2 separate regions of the Macaca mulatta genome follow, and region 1 is linked to region 2. The links are chromatin contacts, called in public Hi-C maps. All regions are on one chromosome and are shown on one strand. The core of a region is the stretch at or near the end of the contact, and the rest is flanking DNA. Distances in the headings are between cores, read along the strand shown. Region 1 holds the start of SMCHD1 (structural maintenance of chromosomes flexible hinge domain containing 1). Region 2 holds the start of METTL4 (methyltransferase 4, N6-adenosine).

Region 1 (5,590 bases), core at 2,176-4,675, 84 kb before region 2:
GAGCCAAGATGGCGCCACCGCACTCCAGCACGGGTGAGAGCGAGACTCTGTCTCAAAAAAACATAAATAAATAAATAAGTTTAGGATCATCCATAATAGTGCCTGACACTACAAACATTTATTGGTTTAATTTACATTTTAACAAAAACTTTAGTATATTATTTTGTCTCTTCCCCTAGGGACAAAAGTGATGATTCTAATAAAGAGTGTGGAGTAGTGAAAAAGAAGAAAAGAAAAAAATATATATATATGTATATATATATATATGCGCTTTGGAATCAAACTGACCTAAATTCCAAACCCAGTTTCACTGCTTGTTGACCATGTAATCTCAGATTATTAATTCAATGACTTAATTCAATTCTTCGAGTACGTAATGGAGACAAAGTTATGGGATCAGAGGCGTAATCTAATAATGCTTAAAAGAAGTCTAACAACAAAAAAGTTAGCCTTCCCAGCCTTCTTTTTTCTTACTAGTTGGTTCCTCTCATTTTTAACTAAATTTAAAATGTTTTCTAGCAGGATAAAGTGGGAGGAAGGAGGAAAATAATTAGTTAAAAGAAATATTTTCCTTGGTTTTCCAGTTGAAATATTGAAGGAAGGAATAAATACATCTGTTCCCTACAACAAAGAATGCCATTTGAGGAGTATAACAGAACGAACAGAGGTTCTGGGTTTGAATACTAACTTGAGTTTTACTATCTGAGTAATGAGTCACCATCTCCAAGACTGTGTTTATACTTCTGTAATAATAGGCCACTTATACTTCCTCTATTTATCTAAGAGTTACCGAGACATCTTACAAGAAAAAAGAGGGAAATAGTGCATTTCTAGAGGAAGGGTAAAGTAGCAAAACATTTTCAAAAAGCAATTTTAAAATACGAAACAAGAGCTTTAAAGATATGTCTCATCTTTGATCCAGTTCTAAGATTTCAAACTAAGCAAGCAATAATAAAGACATAAAAGGCTATGTATTGGCCGGGCGCGGTGGCTCAAGCCTGTAATCCCAGCACTTTGGGAGGCCGAGACGGGCGGATCATGAGGTCAGGAGATGGAGACCATCCTGGCTAACACGGTGAAACCCCGTCTCTACTAAAAAATACAAAAAAAACTAGCCGGGTGAGGTGGCGGGCGCCTGTAGTCCCAGCTACTCGGGAGGCTGAGGCAGGAGAATGGCGTGGACCTGGGAGGCGGAGCTTGCAGTGAGCTGAGATCCGGCCACTGCACTCCAGCCTGGGAGACAGAGCGAGACTCCGTCTCAAAAAAAAAAAAAAAAAAAAAGGCTATGTATTAAAAGACGTTTTTCCGCCGGGTGCAGGGGCTCACACCAGTAATCCCAGCACTTCGGGAGGCAGGTGGACCTCTTGAGCCCATGAGGTCGAGACGAGCCTGGGCAACACAGCAAAAACCCCGTATGTACGAAAAATACGAAAAAAAAAAAAATAGCTGGGCGTGGTGGCTACTTGGGAGACTGAGGTGGGAGGATCACCTGAGCCCGGGCATATCTGAGCCTGGGAAAATATTCATTATAGCTAAAATGAATTAGTTAAAATAAAAAAAATTAAAAGTAATGTAAACTTCAACAGAAAGGAGAGATTTGGTTACGTAAATAGTGGTAGCAAATGGACTATTTCAAATTTTGACTTGAAGACCTACATTAAAAGACACTTCTGACACTATTAAGTGAAAAAATTAAAGAATATAAAACACAGATTTTAGTAATTTAAAAAATGGAGTGTGAAGGAGGAGGAAGGCTGAGAAGAGTACTCTCAGGTGCTAAGAGTAGTCATACAGCAGTTTTACAGCGAGTAAAATATTTACTTTCTCCCCCCCGTCCATATTTTCTTTACTGATATTTTTACAATAAACATAATAAACGTAAAAAGTTTCCTTTTTGTAGAATGGTTCTGAATACAAAACATTCAACAAAAAAGAGCATTCATTCACCTTTCAAACACAAAGGGAATCTACTACATTCAGGCACAGAATTAACTTGAGTACATAGGTTTTTGTCTTCATTCATTTATCCATTCTAATCTGGGCATTTACAATGTGGCAGGCACAGTTCTAGACGCTGGGACTACAGCTGTGAACAAAAGAAAGGCCTTACGTCCCAAATCGTTTGCATTCTACGGATCATAATTTCAATTATTTCAGCAACCATACAGTTATATGGTCTAGAACATTTCTAAACTTATCAGCCTCAAGACAAAACACCGCTTCAAAGTTCTTTTTTTTCTTTGGAAGCTAAGTGTTCTTAACAGCTTAAAAAGGGACCTCATGTGGTTAATTCAGAGCATGACAATATTCCTTCTTCTAAGCTCAGGCAATGCCACCACCTCATATCTATAAAGTACATCACAGTTTAAAGCAGATTTCCCTACACGTTGATTTTTAAAGCAAACCAATACACGGGGTAGATACGTTCTCTGGTGTCCCGCAGTCACCCACACCAACCTCTGACTCGGTTTAGGAATTCCCAAGGCTTAGGGCTCAGCACATCAGAAGGCCAGCTCTACCTGCAGAGCTGACCTGGACAAGTGTCTCCGTGCGGAAGGACTCCCCTCCACCCGGCCCCGCCCCAGAAGGACCTGCAACCTTGACAGGGCAACCCGGGGACACCCCGCATCATCTAACGAACTCGGGGGAGATCGACTCCAGGAATTTCACAACTTCTCACCGTCGCAACACTCACAGCAGAGCCCCTGGGTGTTAACTCCCTTCTCTCGTTTTAAAAAAGTTACAAAGTAAAAACAGACACCAACGGCTTTCCCTAGACTGCAGGGCCGCGATCCGGCTAAGCGCGCCCAGGGCCCACACACGCTGAGGTCTCAACCCGGGGCCGCAAGGCCTCCCGTGGAAGGAGCGGAGGCAGAGGGAAGGCCACGGAGGAGCCGGCTCTGCACTCCGAGGCCCGGGCCAGGGCCCGCCCGACGCGTCCGGCCACCAGGTCACGGACATGGCGGGCACCTGGGAGGGAGAAGCCAAGGCCGCAGGACCAGGACCGGGTGACAGGTTTATTGCCCTCGGTGAGCAAGTTGAGTTTCTCGTCACCCTCCCACCCCCAAGTCTACACGCACATCCCTTCCTCGCCCCTCCGCGTACCTGACACACAGAGGCGCGAAATCCCGCGTAGTCCGAGCGCTCCCCGACCTGCAGAGACCGGTCCCCGAGCTCGGACTCCTTTTCGCGCCGGTCAAACAAGTACACCGTCCTGTGGCCGACGCCTCCGCCATCCTCCTTAGTCCCCACAGAGGCCCCGCCGGGCCCGCCGCCGTCCGCCGCTGCCATATTGGGGAGAAGGAGAAAAGACAGCGATGCCGGCCGCCGCCAGGCTCAGGGCTGAGGTGCGCGCTCCGCGCGGCGCCTCAGCTCCAGCTCCCAGGGCGGCTCGAGGCCTCGGCCCGGCGCGCTGCAGCTCCTCCTCAGCGGCGGCGGCCGAGCAGCGGCAGGCGCGAGGATCACCCGGGAACCGATTCAAACGCGCTCCTGCCCGTGCACCACGTCACTTCCGCGCCCCGCCACTCCTGAGGAGAAGGGGACGCGCGGCGCGCTCCTCACCGGGCCCGGGCCCAGCGCCTATCGCCGCCTACGCGAGCCTCCCGGTGCGACCTGCGACCAGAGCCGCCGCCGGGACTGTGGCGCAGGAGGAAGAGGGGTGGCGGGTGGCGGGCGGCAGCGAGGGGGCGGAGCGAATCCAGCAGGCCGCGCGGGCAGGGGCGGGGCTTCTCCGCGCGCGCGCGCCCGGGGCCCGCCTCCTCGGTCCTCGCGGAGTTGGAGGGAGGCTGAGTCCTTCGCGGGCGCCTGCGCCCTGCGGGTTGTCCTCAGAAGCCGAGCCTGGAGAGCAGGGCTCGGGGGCAGCGGGGGAATCTCCCGAAGAGCTGTGTTCTTTCGGCGGAAAGGGCCCCGCTGGCTTCCCGCCTCGCCATGATCCTGACTGAGCTTATAGGTGTCGAGCTCGCGGCGCCGCGCCGGCTGGCTAAGCCCTCTGCGGCTGGGTCGCGTGGACGCGGTGGCGGGAAGCTTCAGGCCCGCGGTACTCGCCGGGTGCAGAGTCCCCCGAAGCGAGCACCGCGAAGCTGGTCCGTGAGAACGTCAGAAGGGCACTCTGTGACGTCACAGCGTCCCCGCCCGCACCCTCTGGGGTCTCTGGAGCGCCGACGGCATTCGGGGTGCGGGGGTGACTCCAGTGCCCTAGTTTTCTCGCTACCTGCGCTTCGCGGTCTCCCACGTACCTGTAAATTGTGAAAGAATCCACGCCACAGTTACTGGGGTTAAATTAGATCTTCGCAAAATTCATAAGGCCTAATGCGTTTTCAATAAAAGCCTTTAATCGTCATTACTGGGCAACGTTTCTTTGACTATCCTTATCATGGGCAGGTAGTGCCCTAACTCAACAAATAAAATGCCATTGTTAGAAGACTAGGTTTACTCTCCAATTCTTAGAAGTCGTGACTATTGTATACTTGAGAGTGATATGTAAATTCAGAAACCCAAAGGTTTCTGGGTTTTTCAAATCTCAGACTATAAGCCTGGATAATAGTGCGTTTTCTGTTTTACTAGGTTTGCTAAAACGTTGTATGGACAGACTTACAGGTAAAAGTGTTACGTTAGAAACCTAGATTTGCTTGTTGATGTCAAGACGTTTCAAGGTCGTGGCGTATGTATGTATAATTGACTACACATATGCTAGAGGTAGACACCAATTGGAACGAAATTGTGAAGGCGTGTTTGGGGAACATAAATCGTTTGGCTAGAAGTGGGGAAAACTGAGCGGTAGATGGTGGAAGATAAAATTGGAAAGACATAAATTGTGGCCAAATGATGTGTATGTTCCTTAAGGTGGAGGTGGAGGAAGAGAAAACAAAAAAGTAATCCCTGATTCTAATGGGATTTCTTTGAAGTCTGATGTTTTATTTACCTTTCAAATTCATGCGAATGTCTCTTTCTATTCCTTTATATAGCGGTGTTTGAGTTAAATGACTCAAAGAAAAACACAGATTGTTTTTCTAATTCTTAGTTAATGGGTAAGATGAATTGCCTCTCTACTTCAGCAAATTGAGATTAGAGCTGGAGGTTCGTCATCAGGGCAATTTCTCATTTCTCTGTAATACCAAATTATACAAGCACACCTCTTTCATGTCTTTAGAAGAGATTTCACGATCATCTCTAAGAGATTTTTTTTTTAATGGTGCCAGAGAAGTGTACTGCAGTATTATGGGCAGCTCTTAGTGGTAACATTGATGTCTTATCTTGTTGAGAGATCGAGTCTGAATCAGTTTATTAATGGCAGTATGGCATCACTTTTGTTCTCAGAATATCAAACAATTTTTTTATCAAAGAAAGATGATGAGTTTGTTATTTATTTAATTTTCATCACAAGTAAATAAAAGCGTTTGAAATGACCCAGTTCCTTAATTAGTTCTCTTCAATTGACTCTTAATTTTTATTTTAATTAGCTATCTTTCTACAGAGTAAAATATTTAAGTGGCCTTGTATCATTTATTGCTACATAACAAACTTCCCCCAAATTTAGTGGTCCCTGAACAAGTTCCCCATTCCCTTCCTCCTTGGATTTAGCTCAAGCGTC
Region 2 (6,219 bases), core at 2,578-5,077:
TCCTTATTTTAAAATGTGATGACTCCACTGTGTCTGAAAGCTAGGTATAGAATTTTCGATCAACTATTTACTTGTAACAATGAAAGTGGTCTGAATGTGTTAGCTATAGTGTCTAAAGCAGATATAACCTAAAATTTTAACCATTTAAAATCAGAGGAAAACTAGATTATAACTTTTCTCTCGAAAGGAACCACGTCATTTAATGTATTTGTTCTCTGAGGGCAACAATGTATGGCTATAAGAATCCCTTTATTAGAGCTAATAAAAAATATAATTACCTTTTGCCAAATAGTGAGACTTTTCTTTCAGATGTTGGTTTGTTTATACTCAACTTTCCAAAGGTTGGTCTCTCTTTGCTTTAAAGAAAAATAGAAAACAACTCTTTAAAATAAAAATAAAAATTAGCCTGAGAAACTTTTAGAAATATGTTAGAACCAACAACTCTTCCCCACTACATATAAAAATAATTCAAAAATCATAAAAATGTTTAGCAGTCATGAAAGCTGTCACAAACAGGATGGGCTACACACGGTACTATAAGTTATAATGCTTGTAATGTTGGGGGACCAGCAGAGGTCCCTCTGGCATATGTACCCTGTGGTAGATTTAGTCTTTGTTTTAACCTCAGCATGGTCTGTTTTACTCATCTCATTTTTAATAACTATCTAAACATTTTCTACCCTAAATTTGCATTTCCAAAGGGTAAAAACAAGGTGAAAAACACCCCTGAAGGTAAAGAACAAGATAGAAAATTTGTAACTCAAAGACACAGAACATACTTTCAGGCCTAAATATCATTATTATTATTACTTTCTAATTTTAAATTAACAGAAAAAACTAAAAATTGACACATAATTATACCAATTTATGGGGTAGATAGTGATGCTGTGATACATATAATGTACAGTGATCAGATCAGGGTAATTACCATATCCATCATCTCAAATATTTATCATTTCTTTGTGTTGGGAACAGTCAATATTCTCCTAGCTATTTAAAACTATACAATATGTTATTGTTAACTATAGTCGTTATACAGTGCTATAGAACAACAGAACTTATTCCTCCTATTTAGCTATAATTTTGTGTCCTTTCACAGATCTCTCCCTATTTCCCTCTTCTCTTTACCCTTCCCAGCCTGTAGCATCCATTTTATTTTTTACTTCTATGAGATAAACTTTTTTCAGCTTTCACCTATGAGAACATGTGCTGTTTAATTGTCTATTCCCGGCTTATTTCACTTATTTGCCAAGACAAAGAAAAGTGTAGGTAGGAAGTCCAGTTAAGACAAAATGGTCGAAGGTAAGGCTTGTTATGCAGATTTAAATCTTTGGCTTCTCTCCTGAACAAAAATCCTATCTACATTATGATTTCCATTATCTTAACCACATTTACATTTTTTTTTTCTTTTAGAACCTACTCTGTATCAGAATGTAGCTGCACTTATTACATTATCTAAACTGCAGGCAAAAAACAATGGTGACCTTTTAGCTTCTAATACAATTAAAGGCATAACGTCTTTTTGGCATAAGTAATGTATAACAGCACAAAAATTTTCCTGGTTTACAGTATTCAAAAGGAAAAATATATAAATATTTCAGATTTCTAAAAGTAGCATAGGCTCATGCTATGTAAATCCAACTAATTTAAAAACAGCAAGTAATTCGTACCTCGGTCCTAGAGAAGAATTTACACAGCTCTACAATGGCTTACAGATCGCCTTCTCTTATCTGGAAGATAATCACTCATAATGAAAAACTATAGTTTTATGATAGCAAGTTCTTTCAGATATTTTTTCCAGCAGATCTTGAGGAATGAGTTTGGGGGAGTGGTGTTTTGTAGGCTGTTACTATATTATACCTTATTATGAGAGCAAATAATTTTGCTCTGATTTGACTGAAGCTTTGCTAATTGGAGATACCTCAGTGAACTGTAAGTTACAGCACAGAGTCCGCTTAAACAAGTAGCTCTAGCATAAAAGGGGAAAATAACAGAGTACTGAAGAAGAATTAACAGTCTTTTTAGGGGGTGCCTGGTAAAGCATTTGGCTTTGCGAATTTAAGAAATAAATGAGACACACAACACCTAGCAGAGTATCATGTCCACTTTTAGATTTCATTGATCTAAAATTAGGTACCCCTGGGAACAGACAAGATTCACCAAGACATCACTCATATTACATATTTGTATTAACTATTTTGATGATTGCTTGGCTTAAGATGGTAAGGCATGCAAGCTGGAACCACAAGGGAAATACTCACGTTTGAGGGGTATAGAGGCCTTGTTTATTTACATCCTGGGATCTTAGCTCCTGCATGGAGAGGCGGCCAGCACCACCGGTGGAAACTGAACTGCGCTTCATGCTGATGACCTACATTCACGAATTCAGTATTAAAAAAAAACCTTTCCAGACAGAGATGGTACATTAAGCAACTATTTATCCTTAAACAGAAAGGCAGTCAAGTTTCATCGTTTCTTCAGGATCATCTTTCCCCTGGGGTATCTGTATTTGTTAATGTGCACTGAAGTTCTCATTTGCAGGGAACATCTATTTAATTCCATTTAAAAATATTCAACATAAACATTTATTAACTGCCCACTATGTATAAGGGAGTGTGCTAGGCAATGCAGGAGATGCAAAGATGAGTAAGTTACGGTTTTTGCCTTCACAAAGGTATCCGTGGTAGCTAAAGCCCTGTCTATTACCCAGACCACATCACTGCTGTTGGCTGTGCGTACTTCAATAGGAAGACAAAAAAATTACCTCAAATTCTCTTATTCATCTCAAAATGTTTCCTTTTCTTTTGTTTCAGAGAATGGAACTATTCTGTTTTCCTAATGTCAATCTCTCCTGCTCTATCCTTAACCCATTGTTTCTCAATTACTGCCCTTTTGGCATCAATCTCCCCTTCAACAAGGATAAATCACCTGGTCCATAAAATGGTCTATAGGCTGCCTCCTTTTACAAGCCACAATAACAGGTCACTCCCTTCACATCTGCTAAACAGGTTGTCTCCTAGGATACACATGATTGACAAAACTTTTGATCCAGTCTCATCTCTGCACCCAGACTTCTCAGGTCCTGCCCTGGCTTTCAGGAAGGTGACAATCCTTTTACTTCTCTGGGTACTCCTTAATTTTTTACACTGATTACACTCTTCTTGGTTTTGGCCGCCTATTTCTTCTTCGATGTGCGCTTGTTCATCTATTCAACTTTTCCACCCACACCTGTGTGTCCACGTTTAATCTCCACTTACAGTGTACTCTCATGATTTAAGATGAAGACTTCTACGCAGTCCTACACGGCCACTAAGAAGCTACACTAGTATTTGGACGCAACCCACCCAACGCATCCTCTCTTGTCCATCTCTTTCCGCCCCCTTCAATCCTTCCCCGTTTCCTCTCCCGAGCCTCCACTCCTCATCAGTGTTCCCCAGGCCCTTCTCTTTCCTCCTTGGGAAATCGTTGCCACTAGAAATTTAATGGACCCCATGAAACCAGCGCCTCGCACAGTTTTGGCCTCGAGGCTTCTCTCAACAGCACACACACACCAAAACATTGCCTTAGGACCTCTAAATTGAAGTCATTTGCGCCATTACTTTCTTCATCCAGAACAGTTCTGCAGAAACAAAGTTAATCCAATGTCATCAGTCACCTTTTATCCAGTTTCCTGACACGACTCAGGGACCAAATTTCTGTAAACCGTGCAAGTATCCGCTAGATAGGACAGCAGTCATCAAAACACCAGCTCCTTCCTCAGCCCGCCAAGGCCGTTCGAATTTGAAATTCTCCGCCGGCGCTGACGTCATTACGCACGACGCGCTCCGTAACTTTCCTGCGACCGCCTGGTCTCTGGAAGTATGTGTGCTGGTCGCGCCCAGCCGCCTCACCCAAAACTGGTGTCTGTGGGACAGTGTAAGCGTCCCTTCGAGGTCGGACCCCGTCTTTAGGGCACGACCCCTAAAGTTAGGTCTGAAGACCCGTGGGCAGCCTGAGCGCTCCAACTAGCCCTGGAAACGTTTTTCCGTACAGCAACATGGCGGCGCCCGTGGACTCTTAGTAAAGAAGAAAGCTTTTTTTTCTGTGGACTGAAAGGGGCGTTTTTCATGATCAGTATTTAGATGGGTGCTGTTTTCATAGGAGAGTCTGGGAAGGCGGCGTCCGCTTCTCTGACAAGGGAAGAGGTGAGGTGGGAGAGGGGCTGCGGAGTGGGGGCGGTGGGCTCCAAGGATTGCGTTGGTACGGCTGCCGCCGAAATTCGGGGTCAGTATTTGATCACTTGCCGGTGTCTCACAGTCCTCTAGTGGTGGCTGACCTGTGAGAGGCTAGGAAGAATCCGAGTGGTTGGGGGCGGGCGGCGAGAGAGTGGATGTGAAGCAGAGACGCAGGAGAGGGGTACACTAAGAACGGTAACAGTAAATCACTTTGCTAAAATAGGATTTCCTCACTGCTGTGAGTTTGAACCCAGAAACAGGCACTGCCTGGTACCTGGAGAGTGGTGGTGATGAAAGATCTCACAGCTCCAGGAAGTCTGGATACTTGGGTCTGGTAGCAATTGTGCCATTAACTAGCGTTGTTATTTTTGGGCAGGTTGCCTTTCTGCTCTGAGTTTCAATTTTCCCTTCTGAATTTCTAGCTTTCACTAGCCATTCCAGGACCATTTGACCTCAGCTGTGGCCTATGAAGGGGATGGGGAGGAACCAAGGATTATATTAATATAAAAATTGTATTAAAATTAGACAACAGCCCGATAATAGAAAGTCTCCTTGTGGAATACTGTTAGCTTAAACTTTACCTACAGATTGTTAAATCCTTAGCACTAATGTTTTCCCCAGAAAATATTAATGGAAACATCGTTTGCTTTTCAGACTAGATAGTTGTTGCTTCAAAAGGTGGTTTTACACAAATATGAAATTTAAAAAAACTTTAGTACAGAAAGAATTGCTTGTATTTCGGTATACATCCACAGTTCAGCATTTAGTGGTACTGGCAGCAATTTGCCAGGAAGTCAAGCCTGACAATTTCCTGATACTCCTGCTGTGCACCCCAAGTTCTTAATCCCTGCTGAGGATCTTGAGAAGCAGCAGCACCAAAACCAAAGTAGGCACCAAATTCAAGGTTCTTTTGGTTCCAGTTGTCACATTTCAAGCTAGACTCCAATAGATTGCAAGGATGATCAAATGAGAGCCCTGTTTAAAACTTCAATTTTTAAGAGCAAGCACAATTGCAGGAAAAGAAAACAATTCAGAGGGATCATGTGTGCTTACAGTTGTCTTCATGTGGCCTTTTCCCAGGTTTAACTACCAAAGACCCTGAGAGCCGGGGTGTCTGAATAACCCTGGTGACTCTTCTTTTCACCATATCAAAACCTGAGTTAAAAGCCTGATGATAACAGCAGAAGGTGGCAGGGCTGAGGACCCAATATTCATTCCCTAGGCTGGTGGAGAGTGAATAAATGTGCTTCCAACCTTACCTTATGGCTTCTGGTCAAAGCAAGGAAGTGTTGGGTGGTGACAGTGCAAAAAGAGACTTGACGGGGAGGGAGCAGCATCTCTTGATAAAGGTGGGGAAGAGAAGATATGGGGAAAGCCCTGAATTCCTCATGGAAGGCAAGTCTCAGAGGGGAGCAGAGTGGAGGGCTTATGATCTGTGCTTTGGCCAAGGTGGGAGTGGAAGAGGTGGGGACAGGACAGTGGTTTGGAAGGAGCATCATTGAATACTTAAACTGAGTGCCCACACACTCAGCAGTGGTCCCACAGGCTGTGAACTTGGCATCTACTCTAGCGAGCCTCCCAGGCTAGAGGGCTGTTGCAGGGGGTGGGGGTGGGAGGCAGGGAGAGTGGTAGGGGGAGAAGGCAGAGACCCCAGGACATGTAAGAGCAGCAAGGTGATTGTGTGATGTCTTTCCACAGTTGAATTAGATGTACCTCACCAGTTATGAAGGGGATCAATTTAAATATACTTTCTTGATCCTGTCGCTTGACAGGATGATTTGTTATAGCACAACTTACATATTTCAAATGGACAAAAAAGTATCATTCACAGATTCTTAAGATACATTTCTTTTGAATAGGAGCAGCCTTTCTAGTACTTCGAGGTCTACAAGATGTATCTAGAAAATTTACTGTTGAAAATGAAGACTGCTTAAATTCAATGGGAGTGGGGAAAAGGGACTGTGGTTTTTCTTTTTGATTGATTGCTGTAACACTGTCTTTCAGG

Evidence for each region. Hi-C and Micro-C count contacts between places; a contact is called where the count stands out from the background.
Region 1: a Hi-C map of liver shows a contact between it and region 2, with 2.6 times the contacts expected there. The contact joins the promoter of SMCHD1 here to the promoter of METTL4 in region 2. A contact is called at or near these places in 2 of 14 Hi-C or Micro-C datasets (blood and liver).

What each region holds. Positions count from the first base shown.
Region 1 is chr18:73,901,385-73,906,974 of T2T-MMU8v2.0, reverse strand. It overlaps SMCHD1 (structural maintenance of chromosomes flexible hinge domain containing 1), which reads right to left and starts at 3,425. Exons shown (of 48, transcript NM_001258166.1): 1 at 3,106-3,425. The coding sequence starts at 3,291.
Region 2 is chr18:73,816,854-73,823,072 of T2T-MMU8v2.0, reverse strand. METTL4 (methyltransferase 4, N6-adenosine) reads left to right here and starts at 3,827. Exons shown (of 9, transcript XM_001087322.5): 1 at 3,827-4,184. It overlaps NDC80 (NDC80 kinetochore complex component), which reads right to left and starts at 3,796. Exons shown (of 17, transcript NM_001265902.1): 1 at 3,656-3,796; 2 at 2,262-2,371; 3 at 279-356. The coding sequence starts at 2,362. It also overlaps the pseudogene LOC100430162.